Regions from separate parts of the Mus musculus genome. Here all the other regions are linked to region 1. A link is a contact called in public ChIA-PET, Hi-C and HiChIP or PLAC-seq data. All regions are on one chromosome and are shown on one strand. Each heading gives the region's core, a stretch centred on a gene start, on an enhancer-like site or on the middle of the called end of the contact. The rest is flanking DNA. Distances are from core to core; before and after follow the strand shown.

What was found. Hi-C and Micro-C count contacts between places; a contact is called where the count stands out from the background. ChIA-PET counts read pairs in DNA pulled down with a chosen protein or histone mark. HiChIP or PLAC-seq counts read pairs in DNA pulled down with a chosen protein or histone mark.
Region 2: an H3K27ac HiChIP or PLAC-seq map of the HPC-7 cell line shows a contact between it and region 1, with 10 times the contacts expected there. The contact joins two enhancer-like sites. A contact is called at or near these places in 4 of 39 promoter capture datasets (the C10 cell line, the HPC-7 cell line, embryonic stem cells and 1 more), 1 of 15 datasets of contacts at CTCF or cohesin (large pre-B cells), 6 of 484 Hi-C or Micro-C datasets (the G1E-ER4 cell line, the HL-1 cell line, adipose-derived mesenchymal stem cells and 3 more), 6 of 115 datasets of contacts at active chromatin or transcription factors (the HPC-7 cell line, bone marrow-derived macrophages, embryonic stem cells and 2 more) and 3 of 9 other capture datasets (adipose tissue, liver and pancreatic islet).
Region 3: a contact with region 1 is called in an RNA polymerase II ChIA-PET map of effector CD8 T cells, with 16 read pairs. The contact joins the promoter of Wsb1 here to the enhancer-like site in region 1. A contact is called at or near these places in 1 of 39 promoter capture datasets (macrophages), 2 of 484 Hi-C or Micro-C datasets (cranial neural crest and erythroblasts), 4 of 115 datasets of contacts at active chromatin or transcription factors (effector CD8 T cells, forebrain, memory CD8 T cells and 1 more) and 4 of 9 other capture datasets (adipose tissue, liver, macrophages and 1 more).
Region 4: a Hi-C map of bone marrow-derived macrophages shows a contact between it and region 1, with 43 read pairs. The contact joins two enhancer-like sites. A contact is called at or near these places in 5 of 15 datasets of contacts at CTCF or cohesin (CD8 T cells, the NIH/3T3 cell line, embryonic stem cells and 2 more), 34 of 484 Hi-C or Micro-C datasets (B cells, CD4 T cells, ECoMG-derived neutrophils and 24 more), 19 of 115 datasets of contacts at active chromatin or transcription factors (CD8 T cells, the HPC-7 cell line, the NIH/3T3 cell line and 13 more) and 4 of 9 other capture datasets (adipose tissue, embryonic stem cells, liver and 1 more).

Annotation. Positions count from the first base shown.
Region 1 is chr11:79,075,394-79,078,079 of GRCm38.p6, forward strand. All of the region lies in intron 1 of Ksr1 (kinase suppressor of ras 1), which reads right to left. Among named protein-coding and RNA genes, the nearest start is that of Gm11201, 53 kb to the left of the region's middle. Within about 2 kb of position 1,333, at least 115 of the 459 cell types and tissues checked have an H3K27ac peak or open chromatin away from gene starts, as enhancers often do. A contact at or near this core is called in CD8 T cells, the G1E-ER4 cell line, the HL-1 cell line and 9 more, where this site is marked.
Region 2 is chr11:79,292,752-79,295,437 of GRCm38.p6, forward strand. No RefSeq gene overlaps it. Among named protein-coding and RNA genes, the nearest start is that of Gm30561, 11 kb to the right of the region's middle. Within about 2 kb of position 1,345, at least 30 of the 459 cell types and tissues checked have an H3K27ac peak or open chromatin away from gene starts, as enhancers often do. A contact at or near this core is called in the HPC-7 cell line and bone marrow-derived macrophages, where this site is marked.
Region 3 is chr11:79,253,349-79,256,034 of GRCm38.p6, forward strand. Wsb1 (WD repeat and SOCS box-containing 1) reads right to left here and starts at 1,347. Exons shown (of 9, transcript NM_019653.3): 1 at 1,005-1,347. The coding sequence starts at 1,044.
Region 4 is chr11:79,212,870-79,215,555 of GRCm38.p6, forward strand. No RefSeq gene overlaps it. Among named protein-coding and RNA genes, the nearest start is that of Gm30470, 10 kb to the right of the region's middle. Within about 2 kb of position 1,357, at least 119 of the 459 cell types and tissues checked have an H3K27ac peak or open chromatin away from gene starts, as enhancers often do. A contact at or near this core is called in CD8 T cells, the G1E-ER4 cell line, the HL-1 cell line and 6 more, where this site is marked.

The sequences.
Region 1 (2,686 bases), core at 83-2,582:
AGAACAAGGAAAGCCCGGGGTATCTAGTGAATATGAGACTCGTGGAGACCAGGCTACTATAACTTTCAATATTTCTCCCAAACAGCAAACAGCAAAAGCTTGCCTGAACTAAGTATACTGAACTAGAATATAGGACCCCCACAAGTAACATGTTAAGCTCCCCCGCCCCACCATGAAGGCAGGGCCTGTATCCATCTCACCCATTTCTGCCCCCTCATGCCCGGTACTGCACCTGGGTGTGACTTGGGCTCCCAATGGCAGAGGAAGGAAAGCCCAGGGTTCTAATCTCAGGATTTCCACTCAGTCTCTTCTTCCACTATAAGTGGCTTGCAAACCACACCTTCTGAGGGTTGACCAGAGGCAGGCCTACTTATCAGATAGCTGTGAGAACTCAAAACTACCCTTTTCCACACTGATGAAAGAGGCGGCTAGGCTCCTAATGTTAACAGTATCGTCAATAATAGCCATCCATCCCAGAGAGGGGCCCACAGGCTGGACCTCTGGGGGATGATTAATAACACCTGTTTTACATAGGACTTTGGCTGTGGCCAACTGATGTGGGGAAGTGCTAGTCTGAGGGTCTCCAGTTCCACTTGTCTGCCTTCCCCAAGCCATGTTCAGCCCCTCGCTCATCTTTGTGCCAATGACCCTCTTGCCATGAATCCCTGGACCTAGGCTAGGCGTCTGCGCTCCTTCCTCCGGGAAGCCTCTAGGCCCTCACCCAGGTGACTGTCAGTCCTTCCAGCTGGTCTGGCTCTCTTCCTTTAGGTTACAAGTTCTGCATAGCCACAGGTCTAGTCTGCATCTCTGAGTACCATCAGATGCCCAGTCTGCATCTCTGAGTACCATCAGATGCCCAGAAGCCTGGCACATGGCCTGGGCCTCACAGCCACACTCATTCCATACCCTACCACCAAGCTATACCTTATTGGATATAAAGATATTGGAGTTCTGGGTTAAGTATCGCAAAGCAGGCCAGGGGCAGGGCTGTGCAACACTGCCAATGGGGCCTGAGCTGAGTGAGGAACATGGCAAGTCCCTGCTGTGCTATGACTGCTGGCAGCTCTGGGGTCCTGGAGCTGCTGTCTCCTGTGAACTCACTTACTGAGGAGCAGTGCTCTATCCTGCCCAAGCAAAACAGCAGCAGCTGGCGTGTTAGGGTTCCCATCCCAGGGAGATGGGGCTGCTCTCACTTTCTGTGAAAGTTAGTGAAGTCTCGGAAGCACCAAACGGCCACTTTCTGAGACAAACCGCAGCAGGCCTGCCAGCCAAGCCCAGGGGGTGTGCCAGGGGACCTCACATCGATGGTGTCATTTCCTCTTTGCCACAAAACCCACAAGATCTGCATTTTCCGGAATTTAAAAGCACCAGAGGTTCCAGCGGGGTGGCCGCCTACAGAGCTAAGAGTCGTCACGTCATCGCTAGGATGCTGGCCACAGGTAGGGCCTCGGTCTGCCCACCTTGACAGCCATTTGCATCAAGAGTACTTGCCCCACTGTTCTCCACACAGCCAGGTTTACACAGTGTAAAAGCTCTGGTGAGCCCACAAACAAGTTGGCAGGTCCTGTATACAGCAAGCACTCACTAAGGTCCACTCTCTGCTCCGAGCTTTGATAGTTAGGATCAAAGATCTTAGAGAAAAGCCCCGGGGCTCAGCCTCAACCTCGGAAATGCAGCGACACGTGGAACTGTTGAACTACCTACAAGAATATTTGGAACTGGCAAGAAAAATGCAAGTCCCACAGTGTAACTGCAAGCTACTCAGGCCACCCTTGAAGACCACCTGGGCATGAGGAAGACTGTTAGCTCTACTTGGGTGGAACTGTCAATGAACTAAATCCTGTCCATTCAAAATATTGTAAATATGGGCTGGAGAGATGGCTCAGCAGTTAGGAGCGCTTAGGGCTCTTGCAGAGGACCTGAGTTCAGTTCCCAGCACCCATGCCAGGAGGCTAACAATTGTCTGGGGCTCCTCTAGCTCCAGAGGATCCCAAGCCTCTGACCTGTGAGGATACAAGCACTCATATGCACATACCACCCCCCCCACATGCACGCATGCACGCACGCAATCAAAAATAAGCCAGGCTTGGTGGTGAACACTTTTAATTCCAGCGTTCAGAAGGCAGAGGTCAGTGAATCTCTAAGTTAAAGAGCAGCCAGGGCTACACAGAGAAACCCTGTCTCAAAATAACTAGACCAAACCAAACCAGACCAAACCAACCAAATACACACACACACACACACAAAGACACAGGGACATGAGGGAAGACTCAGCTCTGAGACCACAGGCTGGCCATAAAGTCCCTCGCTGCCTCAGTTCCCTGTGGAAAAACACAGTCAAGGGATTCCCAGTGCCAGCCTCAGTCACAATAGGGTTGATGAACCTGAAAGGCGAAACTGTGTAGCCTGAGCCAGGGCAGTGGTGGATACCTGTACTCCCAGCACGTGGGAGAAGAGTTCAACGTCATCTTTGGCTATACAGTAAGTGTGACACCTGCCTGAGCCACATGGGACCCTGGGGGTGGGATGGGGGACCACACCAAATAAATTGCCTGAGCAGGGAAATGCTTGCTCAGTGATGGTTAGCATCCTTGCCAGGTGGTCTTCAGGTCCTCTTTCATCACCTCAATGGCAAGGACTATAGCAGTGGGGTGCTTGCCCATCTCTGGAGTTACCCCCCTCTCTG
Region 2 (2,686 bases), core at 95-2,594, 220 kb after region 1:
GGTGTGTCATCTGAAGAGAGTGACAGCGTAATCACATACATAAAACAAATAAATAAATCGTAAAGGGTGTGTGAGAGAAGGAATAGGAAAGAGGGGTGTGAGCTACTGTGGGGAGGAACCCAAGAGCAGAACCTAGCACAGAAAGAGATATGAATAAGCCTGGTATCTGGGGAAACTGAATTCAACATGTACTAGCATGCATGTGTGCCTGCATGCGCACACGTGTACACACACATCAAAACAAAACATGAAATTACATTGGCAGGCACTGATGGGTGCTGTGTTTGGAGAAAGTTGACACCACTTACCAGCAGCTACAAATGAACACTTTTTTCCCCAGTTCTCAAATATAGAAAGTGCTGCTCTGTCACACCAGACCTTTCCAGTCCAGATCCAGGCCAGAGGAAGAAGGCATGACTGGCCTCCTGAAAGACTTGTACAGCAAGAATTAGGTGTTTAAAAGGAAGCAGGAAGTTTCTTAGTTTCTTTTTGAATCAACCCTTCCTTCGACTTTCTTGTCCCTTGAATAACAGTCAATGGAAGGAAGAAGAAATGGAGGTTTGGGGCTGGAGAGATGGCTCAGTGGTTAAGACCACCGACTGCTCTTCCGAAGGTTCTGAGTTCAAATCCCAGCAACCACATGGTGGCTCACAACCATCTGTAATGAGATCTGATGCCCTCTTCTGGTGCATCTGAAGACAACTACAGTGTACTTAGATATAATAATAAATAAATCTTTAAAAAAAAAATGGAGGTTTTTGGATTTTTTTTCTTTTTTGGTTTTTCGAGACAGGGTTTCTCTGTATAGCCCTGGCTGTCCTGGAACTCACTTTGTAGACCAGGCTGGCCTCACACTCAGAAATCCACCTGCCTCTACCTCCCAAGTGCTGAGATTAAAGGTGTGTGCCACCACTGCCCAGCATAAACAGAGGTTTTATTTTACTTGACTTCTTAGAGTTTTAGGGGGCTTTCAGGTTATGTAGTCCAGGCTAGCTCAGAACTTGTGATGGTCTAACCTCAGTATCCTGAGTGCTGAGATCCTAGGGATGTGCCGCCACACCCACCTGCCATCTCTTTCATCTTAGGTTTTGAGTGTGCATCTTGGGAGGTTCCTAAGGAATAGCAGGTCTTGTCTCTGTCCTGTCCTTGTTGGACTTTTATGCTGTTACAGCCAGGAGATGGGTGCCACACCAGATGTGGGTGTTTGGGAACTCATTGCCTCTTTGTCTGGCAGTGTGCATATTTCTTTATGGAAGCCCAGCATGTTGCAGCTTCTCTCTCCTGCCCGCCACATATAGCTGCTTGTTGTTTTGGCTCCTCCCACAACCTAGTCCACTAGTCTGGTAAAGCATAAACCTTGCCCTGGAGGAGCTGTCACAGCATGGGGAAGAGTGCAGTAATGACAGAGAGCAGAGTCTTAATTAGGGTTTTTATTGCTGCAATAAAACATCATGACCAAGGAAACCTGGGAGGAAAGGGTTGATTCAGCTTGCACTTCCTGAAGGCAGCTGCAGATGCAGAGACCCTGCAGAATACTCCTTATGGGTTTGCTCTGCATGGCTTGCTCAGTCTGCTTTCTTATAGAACCCAGGAACACCAGCTCAGGGATGATACCACCTATCAATCTCTAATTAAGAAAATGTCCCAGAGGCATGATCTACAGCCTGATCTGGGTTTTTTTGTTTGGTTGGTTGGTTTTTGGTTTTCAAGATCTCTCTGTGTAGCCTTGGCTGACCTCAAACTAAGAGATCCACTTGCCTCTACCTCATGAGTGCTGGAACTAAATGTGTGTAGCACCACTACAAAGCCAGCCTGAAGTTATAGAGACATTTCTTTTTTTTTTTTCTTTTCTTTTCTTTTTTTTTTTTTTTTTTTTTTTTTTTTTTGAGACAGGGTTTCTTTGTGTAGCCTTGGCTGTCCTGGAACTCACTCTGTAGACCAGGCTGGCCTTGAACTCAGAGATCCGCCTGCCTCTGCCTCCCAAGTGCTGGGATTAAAGGCGTGCGCCACCACACCCGGCAATATAGAGACATTTCTGAAGGCCCCCTCTTCTCTGTGTCAAGTTGACATAAACCAGAAAAAGTGGCTAGACAAAACACACTGAGAGGTCAAAAGTGAATCCCTGAGATGAACAATCTTCTGAGGAGTAGGCAACTCAGTACAACAGCAGAACTGATGGCTGGCTCCTACCGTGGTCCTCTGTCTCTGTCTCTCTCTGTCTCTCTCTCTCTCTCTGTCTCTCTCTCTTTCTTTCTCTCTCTGTTTTATTTTTTGAAACGGGGTCAAATTCCTGATCTTCTCCAGTGCTGGAATTACGGGCATGAACCATCTGTTTTATCGTGTTGGGTTTTTTTTTTTTAATATAAGATTTATCTTATGTGTGTGGATGTTTTGCCTGAATGCATGTTTGTACAACGCAACACATCCATGCCTGATCCCCACAAAGGACAGAAGGGGGCTCCAGATCCCCTGAAACTGGAGCTACAGATGGTTGTGAGCCACCATGTGAGTGCTAAGAATCAAACCTTGGTCCTCTGAGCATCTCTCCGGCCCCTGTCTTGTTCTTTTAAATAGTGGAGAGGTGTTTCCTTTCTATGTCTGTGCCATTATCAATAGCAATACTTGTTTTCCCTCTAGAGACAGGGTCTTTTCTTTTTTCTTTTCTTTCTTCCTTTTTTTTTTTGTT
Region 3 (2,686 bases), core at 97-2,596, 180 kb after region 1:
TTTCACGACCAGAAAGGAAGTGTGACAGTGCCTTGTTAAAGAGGGTAGTAGCTCAGTTATAGCCTGACCTGGAACTCTTCACACACTCATGGAGTCCTGCCCCTACCTTTAGCATGGACATGAAAATCCAATTGACAAAACTGTAAAGTCAGTGTCTACTGACGATAATTTTGTTCAACGAATGTCATCCAATGGGCTCAAAGGTGACTCCTTTGAGAGAATTTAAATAATGCTAAGTGCTTTAAAGGGGCCAACGGGCAGGTCTGGCCCACGCCCTTCCACTCCCCATTGTCCAGGCTTCAGCCAGACGCGTGACAGGTCTAGCCACGGCTACATCCTCTGTACAATAGCCCTCCTTCAGCCATTCCACCTATTCTCACGGCTCCTTCCACCCCCACCCCCCCGTGTAGGTGGGCAACATATTCCCTCCTTAGAACCCTTCACTTTCATAACGCCATCCTTTAAAAAACACTAAAACTTTTTTTTCTACGCCGCTGACACCTCTCCAGGTCCCTTTCTCAATAGAGTACCGGACATACAGATGCTGCTGTTCCTGCTGCGCCTCAAAAAACACAAAAGTTCACAACTTCTTCCCACCAAAGAGAGCCTAGGATAGACCACTTAGCCTATGCTAGTAACTCTCCAGGTCCATTCGATATCCAAGACACAGCCGGGAGAATCCCAGGACGTCCGATCCGCACCCCAGCTGTGATGGTGTCACTAGGGTTTGCCCGGCGCTGAGCAAACTCGGGAGGCCCGCTCTGGGTCCATTCACTCCCGGCCGACGCCCATCGCGGGACCGCTTCCTCCCGCCACGCAGCGTCAGTCCTTGCTCCTCTCCATTTCTCCGGAGCCCGGGCATCCGGTCCCCCGCGCTCGTGGGCCTTGGCATCGGACTTCCCCGTTCTCCCATCCCCCACCCCCGTTTTCCCCCCGGGCCCCGGAGCCAGCCCCTTCACGCTCTGCCGGTAGACCCCGCGCTCCCCCTCCATCCCGAGCCTCACCGATCTCTTTCTCGTTAACCCTCGGGGGAAAGCTGGCCATCTATGGGGCACCGTCTGATTCCGGGAACTCGATTCGGACGCGACAACAGAGAAGGGACTCAGCGGGGGCTGAGGGGCGTGACGCGGGCTCAGGCTCTCCCGGGTGTGGAGACTGCAGAGAGAGCGCGGGCGGCCGCTGCGGCTTCTGCGGACTGCCCGGAGGAAATCACCGGAATGCCTGGAACAAAGCCACCGGGTCACACTCAGACAAAAGAGCCGGCGCGCCTTCCACTCACAGACTCACACAGCCCGCCAATGCTTCCGCCGCCAAACCAGACACTGAGACAAGATGGCGGGCGGCACTGATAATATCTGGGAGGCGGGGTGTAGTGGGTGACGTCAGACCATCAGGCCCCGCCCCTCGACGCAGGGGACGTGATGGTCTGGATTCACGGACGGGCGTGAGCCCTCAAAGCGCGACCTGCGGGCATTTTCGAAGTCGAAGGCTCATTGCCAAGGGCAAGCCCGGGATTATATAATGCACGTGACCGAACCGGAAAGGGCAAAGTAGACGTTTCACGTGCTTAATCCCTTTTAGCTACGTCTCTGGCTCCTTAGTACCTGGGAAGTGAAGGTTGCGCTGAAGAAAGATATGATGGAAACTAGCATAGTGGTGTCCAATTGGTCAGGACAGAACAAACTGGTTTTAGGAAAGACTCAGTTGATGAAGGAGACCCAGGGTGATGGGCACCTCTGAGGCCTCCCCAAGACTGCCTCTGTTCTAATTGGTCCCTAAAGTCAGGTCTCCTGAAGAGCTGGCCAATATGACCTCTACCTCAGAATCTGCCCTTCTTCCACAGAAGTTGAGGTCTCTAGGAAGCAGCTAGCTATTCCACATCATTGTTTGGGTGTGCCCCACATCTCAATCTAAGTACCATCTATAAATGATGTCATTGCATTTTAGTGGCCCTTGCGGGACTCTTTCTTCCAAAGGATAACAGATAACGGCTTAGATTTTCTCAGATACTCCTGGAAGACAGAATTGCCCAGCATAACTTTAGATCTCAAACACCATAGGTAGTGCATGTACTGTGTGCATGTCCCTTTGCCCAAGGTAGAAATTCTTAAGATCATGATGATTAATAGAAATAAATCATCCCCTTCTTTAAAAAAAATTACTTGGTTACTGCTTGACAATATGTTTGTCCAGAACTTCATGCACGGCAATGGTGCTGCCTGACGAACAGTAGAAGGAAAAAGAAAATTCAATCTTGTCAAATACAGACCATTATTGTCCCCTAATGTTTTTAGCTTATTTATTTATTATGTGTGTATGAGATATGTGCATGTTTTTGAGTCTTTTTTTTTTTTTGAGAGTTCATGTGTCTTAAATGCTTCTGTGTGAATGCAGGCATTCAGAGGTCAGATGACATCCTAGGATATGAGTCCTCACCTCCCACCTTTCCTGAGACAGGGTCTCTCATGATTTCAGTGCTTGTATACCATGCTAGCTGGCCCTGTAACTTCCCGACTCCCTGACAGCCCTGTTAGAGTGAAGGGATTGTAGAGTAGTAGTCTGTAATCTCCTGCCTTCTGCTTTAACCTGGGTTCTGGGCTTTCGAACGGTCAGGTTTGCATTTTCACCTCTGAGCCATCTTCCCAGCTATTTTTTTTTTGAGTTTTCATACAAAAATATGCAGATT
Region 4 (2,686 bases), core at 107-2,606, 140 kb after region 1:
ACCACGAGCACCCAGATGATGCTGGAGGCACGAATCACCACAGGATCAACTTTGACAAATATCATCATCCAGGGTACTTTGGGAAAGTTGGTGTGAGGCATGACCACTTCAAGAAGTTTCATAGCTTCTGCCCAATCGCCAACCTGGATAAATTGTGGGTGCTGGTCAGTGAGCAGACATGGGTCAATGCTACAAAACAAACAAACAAACAAGACAGCAGCTGCTCCCGTATGTGGTGTCCAATCAATCCGGCAACTTGTTCTAGGAAAGGGAAAGCTCCCTAGGCAGCTGTCATCATGAAGGCCAAATTCCTCGGCAGAAGAGCTGAAGAGAAGATAAAGGATGTTGGAGGTACCTGTGCTCTGGTGGCTTGAAGCCACCCAGGGGGTTAATTAAATGCTAATATTAAAAAAAATCTCTATGGGAACACATGTTGTAAATCGTCCTGGAATTTTTTACCTCATCCAACTATTGGTTGCTGTGGGGGTTTTTTTTTGTTTGTTTGTTTGTTTTTTTTTTTGAGACAGGGTTTCTCTGTGTAGCCTTGACTATCCTGGAACTCACTGTGTAGATCAGGCTGGACTCGAACTCACAGAGTTCGGACTGCCTCTGCCTGGGATTAAAGGGTTGCACCGCTCCTTCCTGTTCTTTAGAGTCTTCAATGAAGGGCTGGTTTCCCTTTCCTGTGTCCCCTTCGTTTTCCAAGTCTTTCTGGCTGCCTCAGATACCAGGACAAGTCTTTTGTATTCATAATTCGTGGAGTGCAGGGAGGTGAGGAGTCCAACCACGGGATCAGTGTGGCTTGAAACCTACTGTGTGGCCTTATTGTTACTTCATACTCCCGGGGTGGCTCTTGGGAAATAGCTGAGATTTCCAGACCGAGGCAAGTCTGTTGTTCTCTGGAACCTGGGAGGGAAGGAAAAGGGGAGCCTAGAGGGCCGGCGTGGGTCAGGTAGGCCATCTATAACTGTGGGATCCTCTTCTTCCTGGTGAGGGCCCAGGCTAGTATTTCTGGAACAACCCTGTTGCAGGACCCACAGTGATCACTATTTAGGAAATGTGTCTGCAAACAGTGTTGGGAACACCACAGGAGGAAGAGGCCGGAGTAGAAGATGAAATTATTCCTTGCAGTGCGGAGCTGTGATTTCCTAGCCCCTCTGGGCAGGATGTGCAATGCACTGTCCCTGTCCCATACACCTCAGGTCTTGGATTTCCCAGCCCAGATTGTGGCCGTTCCCTCACACTGCAGGCTTTGGCGCCCCCTGCCGGCCCCGGAGAGCCGTGCCACGCTCCGAGTCCCAGCGATGCCAGAAGGGCATGTCACTGCTGGGGCAGGATTAAGTCACTAGAAAGAAAGGAAATGAGTCACCACTCTTCGCAGCTGGGGGCGGCCTGGGGAGAGTGTCGAGATAAGGATACAGGAACTAGGGACAATGGCGGGAAGTGAGAGGAATGTGGGCCCAGGACAGCCTTCAGTACCCTCTGCACCCTGGACCAGCAAGGGAACCCTCCGAGGGAGGCAATAGGGGTGGGACGGGCTGAACCTTGGGTTGTTGGAAGAGAATGGGACAGAGGACAGCCCAGGGCGCCCATATCATCTTTCCCACATCCATTGAACTTCCTAAAAACCTTAGCTAGACTTCCTGAGAACTCCTGTAAGGCCCTTAGCATAAGACACAAACTGTAAGAACACCCCAACACTCGCCAGGGAACATGGGCAGTGTAAACATGGGTCGTGCTATTTCCAGCTATGGAGTCTATTTTCCAGAAGGAAAGTGTTCCCTCAGTAGTAAAGATCTCTGTAGTCCTTGCCCGGGGATTTAGGAGAGTTGGCCTTCGACCTCAAAATAGCTCTGGTCCCATCTGGATTAAGATGTCTGACAGCAGGCCCACAATTTGAAGTTGGAAAGTCTGTTCCAAACCAGTTGTCCGTTCCTTAAGTCCTGAATGTTCCTTCGTTAAGTAGTCATCCCTTTGTCCTGAAAAAATAAGATAACTTTATGTTCTATCTCAGACAAGAAGGGCTTTCCATGTGACCTTCCAAGGTGGCCCACTCGAGTTGCCCCTCATGTCTCAGGTGTGTGTGTTGAGTTCCCTCAGTAGGTCTCTACTTCCTGGAGGGCCTTTCCTCTGTTGTTCCTTTGAGCCAGAATTGAGACAGTCACCAGTGGAACTGGGTCTGCTAGAGAGTCATGGCCAGTGGGCAATTGGAGAAGAAGTAATGGACCCACCAGGAAATATCCCACTGGAAAGAGAAGAGCAGAAATTATTTTCACATATGAACATGTCTGGGCCTGCCAAAGGGGTGCCTAGAGTCCTCCAGTCCCTTAGGTGATGATTCTCCCAGAAGACATCTGTCTTGTCTGTCTTGTCCTACTCATTCCAGCCCACAACCCTGTCACGTGGGTGAGTCTACCAAGTGTCTCCTGAACACTAATGGTAAGTTTCCCATGGGACAAGAGAGCATTGTGGGATCTTCTCCCCTCTGGTGGTCTCAGCAGTGCGGGGCCACGATGACTCAGGGAACAGAGCTGCATCTAATCAGTCCAGATCTCCTTAGGATTTTGATAGGCGTCCCTGAGGCTGTCACCAGTCCCCTCCCTTCCCCAGATGGCCCCCTGTGCACACAGTACCCAGTATGCATATTCCGAGTCCACACAGATCTTTATGCTTTTTCCTCTGCTGG